2 separate regions of the Mus musculus genome follow, and region 1 is linked to region 2. A link is a contact called in public Hi-C data. All regions are on one chromosome and are shown on one strand. The core of a region is the stretch at or near the end of the contact, and the rest is flanking DNA. Distances in the headings are between cores, read along the strand shown.

Evidence for each region. Hi-C and Micro-C count contacts between places; a contact is called where the count stands out from the background.
Region 1: a Hi-C map of cerebellar granule neurons shows a contact between it and region 2, with 1.7 times the contacts expected there. The contact joins two enhancer-like sites. A contact is called at or near these places in 4 of 484 Hi-C or Micro-C datasets (the 63-12 cell line, cerebellar granule neurons, cerebellum and 1 more).

Annotation. Positions count from the first base shown.
Region 1 is chr2:94,663,036-94,669,167 of GRCm38.p6, forward strand. No RefSeq gene overlaps it. Among named protein-coding and RNA genes, the nearest start is that of Gm24318, 44 kb to the left of the region's middle. Within about 2 kb of position 3,011, at least 2 of the 459 cell types and tissues checked have an H3K27ac peak or open chromatin away from gene starts, as enhancers often do. A contact at or near this core is called in cerebellar granule neurons and cerebellum, where this site is marked.
Region 2 is chr2:94,473,591-94,480,201 of GRCm38.p6, forward strand. No RefSeq gene overlaps it. Among named protein-coding and RNA genes, the nearest start is that of Api5, 39 kb to the left of the region's middle. Within about 2 kb of position 4,876, at least 6 of the 459 cell types and tissues checked have an H3K27ac peak or open chromatin away from gene starts, as enhancers often do. A contact at or near this core is called in cerebellar granule neurons and cerebellum, where this site is marked.

The sequences.
Region 1 (6,132 bases), core at 1,761-4,260, 190 kb after region 2:
TCTTTCCACTGATGGCCAACTAGGCCATCTTCTGATACATATGCAGCTAGAGACATGAGCTCCGAGGGTGGTACTGGTTAGTTCATAATGTTGTTCCACCTATAGGGTTGCAGATCCCTTTAGCTTCTAGGGTACTTTCTCTAGCTCCTCCATTGGGGGCCCTGTGATCCATCTAATAACTGACTGTGAGCATTCACTTCTGTGTTTGCTAGGCCCAAGAATAACCTCACAGGAGACAGCAATATCAGGATCCTTTCAGCAAAATCTTGCTAGTGTATGCAATGGTGTCAGCGTTTGGAGGCTGATTATGGGATGGAACCGTGGGTATGGCAGTCTCTAGATGGTCCATCCTTTCATCTCAGCTCCAAACTTTGTCTCTGTAACTCCTTCCATGGGTGTTTTGTTCCCAATTCTAAGAAGGGGCAAAGTGTCCACACTTTGGTCTTCATTCTTCTTGAGTTTCATGCGTTTAGCAAATTGTATCTTATATCTTGGGTATCCTAAGTTTCTGGGCTAATATCCACTTATCAGTGAGTACATATTGTGTGAGTTCCTTTGTGATTGGGTTACCTCACTCAGGATGATGCCCTCCAGGTCCATCCATTTGCCTAGGAATTTCATAAATTCATTCTTTTTAATAGCTGAGTAGTACTCCATTGTGTAAATGTACCACATTTTCTGTATCCATTCCTCTGTTGAGGGGCATCTGGGTTCTTTCCAGCTTCTGGCTATTATAAATAAGGCTGCTATGAACATGGTGGAGCATGTGTCCTTCTTACCCGTTGGAACATCTTCTGGATATATGCCCAGAAGAGGTATTGCGGGATCCTCCAGTAGTACTATATCCAATTTTCTGAGGAACTGCCAGACTGATTTCCAGAGTGGTTGTACAAGCTTGCAATCCCACCAACAATGGAGGAATGTTCCTCTTTCTCCACATCCTAGCCAGCATCTGCTGTCCCCTGAATTTTTGATCTTAGCCATTCTGACTGGTGTGAGGTGGAATCTCAGGGTTGTTTTGATTTGCATTTCCCTGATGATTAAGGATGTTGAACAGTTTTTTCAGGTGCTTCTCTGCCATTCGGTATTCCTCAGGTGAGAATTCTTTGTTCAGCTCTGAGCCCCATTTTTAATGGGGTTATTTGATTTTCTGGAGTCCACCCTCTTGAGTTCTTTATATATGTTTGATATTAGTCCCCCATCTGATTTGGGATAGGTAAAGATCCTTTCCCAATCTGTTTTTGGTCTTTTTGTCTTATTGACGGTGTCTTTTGTCTTACAGAAGCTTTGCAATTTTATGAGGTCCTATTTGTCGATTCTAGATCTTACAACACAAGCCATTGCTGTTCTGTTCAGGAATTTTTTTCCCCTGTGCCCATATCTTCCAGACTTTCCCCCACTTTCTCCTCTATAAGTTTCACTGTCTCTGGTTTTATGTGGAGTTCCTTGATCCACTTACATTTGACCTTAGTACAAGGATATAGGAATGGATCAATTTGCATTCTTCTATATGATAACTGCCAGTTGTGCCAGCACCATTTGTTGAAAATGCTGTCTTTCTTCTACTGGATGGTTTTAGCTCCCTTGTCAAAGATCAAGTAACCATAGGTGTGTGGGTTCATCTCTGGGTCTTCAATTCTATTCTATTGGTCTACTTGTCTGTCACTATACCAGTACCATGCAGTTTTTTATCACATTTGCTCTGTAGTACAGCTTTAGGTCAGGCATGGTGATTTCACCAGAGGTTCTTTTATCCTTGAGAAGAGTTTTTGCTATCCTAGGTTTTTTGATATTCCAGATGAATTTGCAGATTGCCCTTTCTAATTCATTGGAATTTTGATGGGGATTGCATTGAATCTGTAGATTGCTTTTGGCAAGATATCCATTTTTACTATATTGATCCTGCCAATCCATGAGCATGGGAGTTCTTTCCATCTTCTGAGATCTTCCTTAATTTCTTTCTTCAGAGACTTGAAGTTCTTATCATACAGATCTTTCACTTCCTTAGTTAGAGTCACACCAAGGTATTTTATATCATTTGTGACTACTGAGAAGGGTGTTGTTTCCCTAATTTCTTTCTCAGTCTGTTTATCTTTTGTGTAGAGAAAGGCCATTGACTTGTTTGAGTTAATTTTATATCCAGCTAGTTCACTGAAGCTGTTTATCCTGTTTAGGAGTTTTCTCGTGGAATTTTTAGGGTCACTTATATATACTATCATATCATCTGCAAAAAATGATATTTTGATGTTTTCCTTTCCAATTTGTATCTCCTTGATCTCCTTTTGTTGTTGAATTGCTCTGGCTAGGACTTCAAGTACAATGTTGAATAGTTAGGAAGAAAGTTGTCAGCCTTGTCTAGTCCCTGATTTTAGTGGGATTGCTTCTGGCTTCTCACCATTTGCTTTGATGTTGGCTATTGGTTTGCTGTAGATTGCTTTTATCATATTTAGGTATGGGCCTTGAATTCCTGATCTTTCTAAGGCTTTTATCATGAATGGGTGTTGGATTTTGTCAAATCTGTGTTGGATTTTGTCAATGAGTTTTCAATGAGACAAATCAAACTCATAGAGGTTAACTAATTTGACCCAGCTTATACAGGTAAGAACATACAAAACTAGAATTTGTACCAGTTTTTTTAACATCAAAAATCATGGTTTCCCTTGCCTTGTTCAACCTAATAATAGAGGAAGCCTCATGGTGGCTGTCTATGACCAGGTGCAGTGAGAACTCGGAGTTTTAGAACAACGTACTATGGAACTGCAGAGGAAGTCAGAGTAAGATCCCATTAAAGGCAGGGAGTGGTGCATGGAGTCCCTGGAGCCCCATTGTCTAGCTCTGGCCTTGCTCCCCAGTCTTGAGAAAACTTGCAGGACCCCAAAAGCATCCTGTCCCCCTACCCATGGAAACCTTTGCCAACCCTAAAACCAACTAGCTTGGAACCTTACCTGACCATCCATCCTAGTTGGATCCATCTGCTACCCCAGCTGGTCTGCCTCGGACAGCCAGCAGAGTGTCTGGGCTATGGCTCAACACACCTTCCAGAGAACTCCTGCTGCCATCAGGATTATCTAGCCAACACTAGGGAATACCACATGCCTAAAGGATAGCATAAGAACACAGTCAACAAAACCCAGGGCAATATGGTACTACCAGAGCCCAGATATCCTGCTACAACTAACCTTAGATATTCTAATAAAACCGAAACACAAGAAGATCTTAAATATAATCTTATAAAGACGATTGAGGCTTTTAAAGAGGAAACAAATCCCTTAAGGAAACAGGAAGCTCTTGCCTTTTTGATCTTGCTCTGTCCCCTCACCCCTTCCCCCATCTCCCCACTCACCCCCCCCCCCACACCTCCATATGCTCAGGGCTGGCCTCTACTCCTCTACTTCTCTATTCTTTCTCTATGTATGCCTTTCTCTGCCTCTTGACACCCCTCCCCATGCCCTGAATAAACTCTATTCTATACTAAAAAAACAAAAACAAAAACAAAAACAAACAAACAAACAAAAAACCCAGGAAAATACATTCAGAGACATTAAAAGAAGAAGCAAGTCAGGCAGTGGTGGCGCACGCCTTTAATCCTAGTAATTGGGAGGCAGAGGCAGGCGGATTTCTGAGTTCAAGGCCAGCCTGGTCTACAGAGTGAGTTCCAGGACAGTCAGAGATACACAGAGAAACCCTGTCTTGGAAAAAAAATCAAGCAAATAAATATAAAGAAATACAGGAAGATACAATTAAACATGTGAAGAATATGAATAAAAATGTCCAAGGCCTGAAAAAGAAAATGGAAGCAATAAAGAAAACACAAACTGAGGCAATCCTGGAGATGGAAAACCTAGGAAAGAGAACAGGAACTTCAGAGATAGGCATCAGCAACAGAATATAGGAGATGGAAGAGCAAATCTCAGGTGAAAATATGATAGAATAAATCAATATCAGTCAAAGAAAACACAAAACCTAGAAAGCCTATGGCATGAACTTCCAGGAAATCTAGAACACTGAAAAGTACAAACCTAAGAAACAGGAAGAGAAGAGAGTAAAGATTCCCAGCTCAAAGGCCCAGAAGACATCTTCAATAAAATTATAGAATAAAATTTTCTCAACCTAAACAAAGATGCCTATAAAGGTACAAAAAGCTTACAGAACACCAAACAGATTGGATCAGAAAAGAAAACCCTCCCATTACATAGTAATCACTAAGCATACAGAGCAAAGAAGGGATTTTAAAAGCAGCAAGGGAAAAAACCCAAGTAACATAAAGGCAGACCTGTCCGAATTATATCTGATTTCTCATCTGAGACTCTAAAAGCTAGAAGGGTCTGTCGGGGCAGAGGGCTCTGTGGTGTCAGGCACCTGACTCTGGGAACGTGGCTCACTGTTCTATCCCTTGTAGTGTTTTCTACTGGGTCTCTACTGGGTCACTGGAACAAGCCTCGTTCAACTATAACAGGCTGCCTCTCACAGCCCCACACTCTGCCACTGTTGCCCAAGCAGGCAGTCCAAGTAGGGGGAAGGCGATCCAATGTCAGGGAAAAAAGACTGAGACAGACTTCACTTTTTAGGGGACCTACATGAAGACCAAGCAAGGCATTTGCTACAAATGTGTAGGGTGCCTGGGTGCAGCCCCTGCATACCCTCTGGCTGGTGGCCCTGTCTATATGGACCCAGGTTAGTTGATGTTGTAAGTCTTATTGTGGTGTCCCTGTCCTCTCCTGCTTGCCCAATTCTATCCTTCACTCTTCCACACCACTTCCTGAGCTCTGCCTGATGTTTGGCTGTGGGTCTCTGTATAAGCCTCAAACTACTGCCAGATGAAACCTCTCAGCAGGATATAGTTATTCTAGATTCCTGTCCTCAAGTATACCAGAATATCATTAATAATATCGGGGATTGGCTGTCTCACAGGGAATGGATCTCAAGTTGGGGCAGTGGTTGGTTGGCTGTTCCCTCAGTCTCTGCTCCATTTTTTCCCTACACATCTTGTAGGCAGGAACAATTTTGATTTGAAGGTTTTGTGGATGGGTTGATGTTCCCCTCCCTCCTCTGGAAGTCCTGCCTGGCTACAGGAGGTAGCCACTTCAGTCTCTATATACCCTGTTTGAACAAATCTTACCTAGGGTCACCCCCATAGACACCCTGTATTCTCCCCTGTTGTAGGCCTCCAGCTAAGTCACCAGAGATGTCCCCTACCAATTTTCATTCTCACTCCCAGCACTCTCCCACGTCACCTCCTCCTGACACCTGATCACTATCTCCTTTCACAGTTTCTAATCTTAAAATTAATTAAAATAATCTACCCCTCACCTCTCTGCCTACATTTATCAGACCCGTGGATCTTGAACCATACAGATTAGCTTCCCTTCTACCACCTATCTTCCTTGCTTGCTGAGTCCTCTGGAGCAAGCAGATCTTACTTGAACAGTCTGTTATTTCATGGGCACATCTATTCTCCTCCCCCCACCTTTCCACCCACCTTCATGAGACATATGGACCTAGAATCATTCAAGTAAGATTCCCTTCTTTTACACATCTTCCTTGTTCACTGAGTCCTATGGGCAAGCCAAGCTGTCCTGAGCAGCCTGCTAGGCAGTCTTCAATTATTCCACCACTTCTCTGCACATCTTCATCTGTCTACAGATCCTGAACCAAACAGACCTGTGAATCCTATACCACACTGACCTGAAGATCCAGAACCATACAGCCTAAGGATACTTCCCCATCAGAGGCTTGTCATATCAGGACCATCAAGGTCAACTCCCCTCCCAATACCTACTACAACAGGAACATCTAGGGACCAAAGCCATCCAGATGATTAAAGACCCTTGAAAGAACACAATCAACAAAAGCCAGGGCAATAAGACATCTTCAGAGCACTGCTACCCTATTACAGCAAGCCCTAGATATCCTAACACAACCAAAGCACAAGAAAATAGCCTTAAATTCAATCTTATAAAGATGATAGAGGCCTTTAAGGAGGAAATAAATGAATCCTTTAAAGGAATACAGGAAAATACAACCAAACAGGTAAAGTTCTTTAAAGAGGAAATAAATTACCTTTCAAAGATATACAGGAAAATACAATTAAACAGTTGAAGGAAAATCATAAACTATGCAAGACCTGAAAGT
Region 2 (6,611 bases), core at 3,626-6,125:
TGTGTGTGTGTATATGTATATGGTTCTTAGATCAAGCCTCAAAACTTGTGACATAGAGAGGGACTCTTTGTGGTCATTGTTAATAAAGATCAATAAGGCAGGGAAACAAGGTCACTTCCTGTAGTCATGCAGTGGTTGAGGCTTACTTGAACTATAGGAACTACAGTTACCTTGGGGTGGAAGGTGACGCAAAGTAACTCTCCCAGTTCTTTGTGCAACTGAATTCTGTATAAAGACTCAAACCACGAAACATTGATTTTCACTGGTAAATAATGTCTTTCATAGCAGGTTTCCTTAGCCCTTCCCAGCAAGAGGAACCGACCTTTGAACTCCTTGAGTTCCTCCTGTCCAGCCAGGCCTAAGATTCCCTCAGATCTTTCCCTTTCTACCTGCCACCTGAAGCAGCCGTTAGTTACTTATGCTTCTGTTCCTCTGTTCCCATCGACAACTCTTCAAGCCCCAGGCAAGTTCCCGGGAAGACGCCATCATTGCTTCTGCTAGACAGGTCTCAGCTTCTAGCTCATTCAAGCTGATGCCACTCAAATTCTGATTCATTACAAAATTTGCATTTTTGAGCCTACACTCAGATTAAGGCATGTGACACTCTTGTTCATCTCAGATGCCGAGAGAGGGGTAGGGCTGTGTCATTTATCCTGGTTTATTTATAATGGTGCTAGGGAAGACTTCATTAATTAAGCTTCTAAAACAGCCCCACTCCCTTCCCCTTCCCAGGAGCCCAACCATTGATTAGAACTGGGTATTTTGAAATCAACACTTGATAGCAACCTGTGGTAGACACTGGATTCATAAAAAGAAAATTTGAGGGGAGGGCTGTCAAATTTTGTAGGAAAAGCTTTGTAAATGAAAACACCCACTTACCAATTACAACAATTCTCGTTATACATCCTTCTCTGGTCAGTCCTGTATCTTTTATCTTTGAAGGTGAGTGTTAGGCTTTTAAAGATTCATGAAGGGTGAAAATCTTACTATTCAATGCAAATTCAAGACAAAGTGGGACTGTTTTTTTTTTTTTTTTTTTTTTTTTTAAAGACAAAAGAAGAATAGGATTGAGGTCAGCAGACACTGGAGGCCTGCAGAGTTTTGAAACGGAAGCTGGGAGCTGCAGGAGGAGACAGGGATGAGGAGGCCTGAGATAATGATTGACATATCAGATGCTTGAAGGAGGCGGCCTCCGGGGACACTGAGGGACCCTTAAGGAGCATCTGAAATAAATCTATTTACTCTCACTGAGAAAGTTAAGCATGAGACGAGGAATACCTGTTATGGTTTCAGTACGAGATCCCCACAGTTGTGTATGGAGTATGATAACAATTTTTGGGTGAATTTCATAGAACAATTTTCATAGAATCTTAGGAGATGAGGCCTACATGAGAGTCACAGGGCTATGCCTGAGGGAGGGCCTGATGTTGTCCAAGAACCTCCTACTTTTCTCCCTTCACCTCTCTCTTTCCCTTCTTCTTTCTGCATGGACTGAGAAGCCTCTGCCACACTCAAGCCCTGATGCTCTGCCTCTCTATAGGCAGAATCAGTGAGGCCAATGGCTGTAGACTGAGCCCTCTGCAAATTAGAGATAAAACACATCCCTCTCTTGCATTATTCCTTTTTTTTCTGTTTTTTTGAGACAAGGTTTCTCTGTGTAGCCCTGGCTGTCCTGGAACTCACTCTGTAGACCAGGCTGACCTCAAACTCAGAAATCCACCTGCCTCTGCCTCCCAAGTGCTGGGATTAAAGGCATGCACCATCACTGCCTGGCTTCTTGCATTATTCTTGTGTGCTTTGGTGGTTGAAAAATAGTTAGCATAAACCCTAATGTGGAAAAAATGTGTACATGATGCCAATTTGTGGAAGATATGACTCATTCTTTATTCTGGAGTAGTGATGATCTAAACTAAAGTAAACTAATTTTCATTGCTGTTGTGGCTTGAATGTGAACTGTTTCCGCATCTTCCCAGGTTTCTGTGCTTGGAGATTTGGTCCTCAGCTGGTAGTTAGTAAAATCTTTAGTAAATGGAGCTTTATGGGAGTAACTGGGGTGGACCTTGAAGTCTACAGCTATGCTGTGGCAGTTTGAATATCAATGGCCCCAATAGATTCATATGCTTGAATGCTTGGTCCATAGGAAGTGGCACTGTTAGGACATATGGCCTTATTGAAGTAGGTGTGGCTTTGCTGGAGGAATTGTGTCACTAGGGGATAGAATGTTAGGTTTTAGAAGTTCAAGTCAGTTTGCTGTCTGCTGCCTTCAGATCCAGATGTTGAACTCCTAGCTCCTTCTCCAGGACCATGTCTGCCTGCATGCTGCTATGCTCCCCACCATGATGCTAATGGACCAAACCTCAGAAACTCCAAGTCAACCCCAATTAGATGTTTTTCTTTATAAGAGTTTTCATGGTCATGCTGTCTCTTCACATAAAACGCTAAGACAGAAGTTGATACCAGGGGTGGGGTATTACTGGATAGGCTTGCCTGATCATACTTCTGTTTGGAATATGGACTTTGGAACTTTGTATTAGAAAAGCAGTTGAATGTTTTAAGTGGGGCTTAATGCACCATCTTAGTAGGGGCATGGAAGACAGTGGTGCTGAGGGTGACTTGAATTGTGGGGACCTGACTCAAGAGGTTCGGAGGAGACAGGTGTTAGTATGTAGGCTAGAGACTGTTTTTGTGATGTTTTGGTAAAGAATATGTCTGCTTTCTGCCTTTATTCAGAAAGTCTTCCTGAGGATACATTAAAGAGTTTGGGATTAATTGGTTTGGCAGGGGAAGTCTCAAAGCAGCCTGGTATTGACTCTGTCGTGTGGTTACTGGTGTTCACTCCTATACAGTTCTAAAATGAAGGAGAGTGAACTGGGCAAGGAAAGATACCAAATGTGCAGCTTGAGGGGAAAAGTAAATAAAATGGAGCTAAATCCTGTGTTTAAGGAGATAAATAGGTTTTAAAAATCCTGATGTTAAATGGAATAAAAGGATTGGTGATCACAAGGCAAGATCCTACTCAGCTAAGCTTCCAACATGTGAAAAAGAATTAATGAAAAGCCTAGGGCTGTGTTTTAGTGCACATGCATTTAATCTCAGAACTTAGGAGGCAGAGGCAGGAGGGTCTCTAAATTCAAGGCCATCCTGGTCTACAGAGCAAATTCCAGGCCAGCCAAGCTTAGTTAATGAAGAAAACAGAAAGCCGGTAAAGATGTAATTGAAAAAGGGGGTCATGTTCCAGCCTCAGGAAGCATCAGAACTTGGCAGCTTCAGCCATGTGGTTCTGGCTTTAGAGTCAAGGATAGAATAAAGTGGTTATGGACTCTCCTTCCATGACTAAGAAAAACTGTTGAGGTCAGGCATGTGGAAGGGGTGTTCTTGCTTGGAGGCCTAGAGATGCCAATGTGTGAAGCAATGAAGATAAAGCCTGGTGTTTTAGTTGAAGCTTCCATTGCTGTGAAGAGATGCTGTGAAGAGACACCATGGCCAATGCAACTCTTAGAAAGGACACATTTGTTGGAGCTGGCTTACAGATTCTGAGGTTCAGTCCATCATCATCACGGTGGGAAGCATGATGGCGTCCAGGCAGACATGGTGCTGGAGAGAGAGAGAGAGAGAGAGAGAGAGAGAGAGAGAGAGAGAGAGAGAGAGAGAGAGAGAGCAGTGTGTTGTAGTCAATAAAGCTGAAGGGAGCTGGGGATCTGGAGTGCTTTGACATCAGACATGCAGAGTTTGAAGTTTGCCCAGCTGGGTTTTGGTCTTGCATTGGTCCAGCATTTCTTTCCTGTGCTTCCTTCCCCGCTTTATAGAAGAGTAATGCGTACCCTGTGCTATTATATGCTGGAACTATGTGGTCTGCTTTTTAAAATGTGATTTTAGAATGGACTGCAGATAAGAGATTGCATAAATCTCAGAAGAGACTTTGATTATCGTACTTTTAAACAAGTTTGAGACCGTGATAGACTATGGGGGTCTTTTGCAGTTGGACTAAATGCATCTTGCATTATTATGGCTACAAGCCTACAGGAGCCAGAGAGTGGAATGTGGTGGCTTGAATAGGAATGACCCCCATAGACTCATGTGTTTGAATGCTTGGTCCACAGGGAGTGGCACCCTTAGGGGGTGTGGTCTTGTTAAAGTAGGTGTGGCTTTGTTGGAGGAAGTGGGCTGTGATGTCTCAGAAGCTTAGGCCAGTTCTCTGCCTGCTGCTGTCATGCTTCCCGCCATGACTGTGTGGACTAAACCCCTGAAACTGTAAGCCAGACCCAGGTATCTGTTTTCCTTTATAAGAGTTGTCATGATCATGGTGTCACTTCACAGAAATAAAACCCAATTAAGACACCAGCTTAGCCCCATTTCCTGACTGCTCTCTGCTTCTTGCAACATCACCAGCTCCCTCCTGCTCCCGTTACTGTGCCTTCCTGCCATGAAGGATGGTGGGCTTTCTTAAACTATAAGCCAAAGCAAATTTTTCCTCCATTAGGTTGCCCTTGGTCAGGGATTTGGTCATAGCAACGAGAAAAGTAACTAATGAACTTATTTTGTTTTCATTTTTTAAGTATCTGAGTCCAAAGGAACTTAGTCCCCAGCCCCCATTAAGCTGCTGTCCTTTTGCTTTTAAATAGGTCAGTCACCAGGGCTAGTGAGCCTTAGAGAACAGGGCTCCAGGATTAACCTGCCCACAAGGAAATTCTCTTATTGCCTTGGGCTTTCTTAACCTACTAGACAAAGGATGATGACAGAGTTCCATTTACTGTCCTGCAACTCTGGCAAACTGGGTAGATGGAGGCCAGAGAAGCACATTTCCTGTCCAGCCCAGGTCAGCAGGAGTCCTAGGAGGGAGGGTCAGGCCTCCTGTCTTTGGCTCCCACCCATGACTCCTGCTCTCCACCTGCTGCTCTCGGTTATGTGTTGACAAGCCGCTTTTGTTGCCTTCCTGAGGGAGTGCAGGAAAAGCACGTTGGGAATTCAGGAGAACACCGGGGCTCTAACTGCTCCTGAATGAGACAGAATTAGAAAATGGTTTCAAATTGAAAACTTAATTTTCAATTAGTGTACATTCAGGCAGGAGTGGGAGGGATTAGGGGATGGCAGCTTGTTTGGTTAACACACTCTTTAGAAGACACGCTTGCAAGCTATTAGTTAGCTTTCTCCTGGCTCCCCCCTCCCAACGCCTTAAAGTGCTCCCGGCTCCCTCACTGCCTGCTGCATGCTACATCCCAGCTGACTCATGCAGAAGGCAGCAGCTGTAGCCTCTGGAGGTGGGGTGTAGCCATGGGCTCTGAGGACACAGGTGAACTTATCTTCCAATGGGGCCACCTGCTTCTAAAAAAAAAAAACACTTCTGGAAAAACAAGCCAACACATTTCTCTAACATATTTGATCGCAGTGTTGGTTGATGGGCCGGCTCATCTAATAAAGACACCCGTTCACACTTAGGTTGTAGGAGTGCAGGACATACTGTTCGGGTCTGTTCTGCATTAACCTTATCCCAGTCTAGGGGCCCCTGAAGGTTGAGAACCATCAGAAACAAACTTGGCTCAGTGTTTCATGATGTGCCCAGGTCCAGACATCTATAGAGCCAAGGGAAAGCACAGTGCTGAGAACCAGAGAGGCACAGACACCCCAAGTCTCAAGATGATGGCTGACCACCAGAGCACAGGGGTGAGCGCTCTGCTGTTGGCCCTCTCTAATCCTATTTCCTGTAGAATCTGTCAGAGGCAGATGAGATTTTCAGGCTGTTAATCCATTGTCTTCTCAGAGTTCCAGCCCTTGGAATGAAGCAGATTCAATTCCCACCTACAAAGTAGACTCGATTCTCATCTGTTCTCTTTGACCTCTGCGGCACTCTGGGGTCCTGTGACTGCAAGTGATGCACCATTGGGTGAACCTGCTAAGGGTAGATTTAAAGTCTGTGATTTGTGCTGAGAGTAGCCCTGAAGGTCAGAAGGGCAAGAATGAGGTGTGACATTCAAGATATGGCAGTAGGGGCTGTGGGTTAGGACCCGAGTGGTTTTATCTGTCTTTTCCTGCCTTCTTTTCTGCTGTAGATAGTTCTGTCTTCTTCACTATCGCCGACATTTGTTCTTCTTTAGATTTATTAATACCCTCTGGCCTGGGGTGTTCATACAACCAAAGCCCGTTCGCCTTGGTTAGTTGACTTTCAGTGTTCAGCTAGATTCGATGGATGAATGAGCTAACTGTGGAATCCGCCTCTACCAGGCAGCTTCAGTAAACAAGTGAGCGCTCAACAGTGGATGTTTACAAGCCAAAAATCACAAATTCAGTCAGCAGAGCAGTAACTTCATTAGGCGCTTCCCTCTGCCGTTAGTCAGTAAGAGAAAGTATGGGGGCTGTGATTAAACGCGCTTTTCTTCTGTGGCAGGCCACCGCTGTCTGCTTGCTTGGCACGTGCCATTTTCCTTTCTCCTTCCTTCCAAGTCTTCTCACAGCAAAGCTGGCTGCGAAGTCGGGAAGCAAGCATGCCATCTTAGCGCTGACACGGCCGCTGGCTCGACTGATTTGTCACTACGGTTTTTCCTGACTCCTTCTTCAACCTTGGCTCAAATCCCGGGCTCTGAGCTCCAGGTGACATCTGCTCCCTACAGATTGGT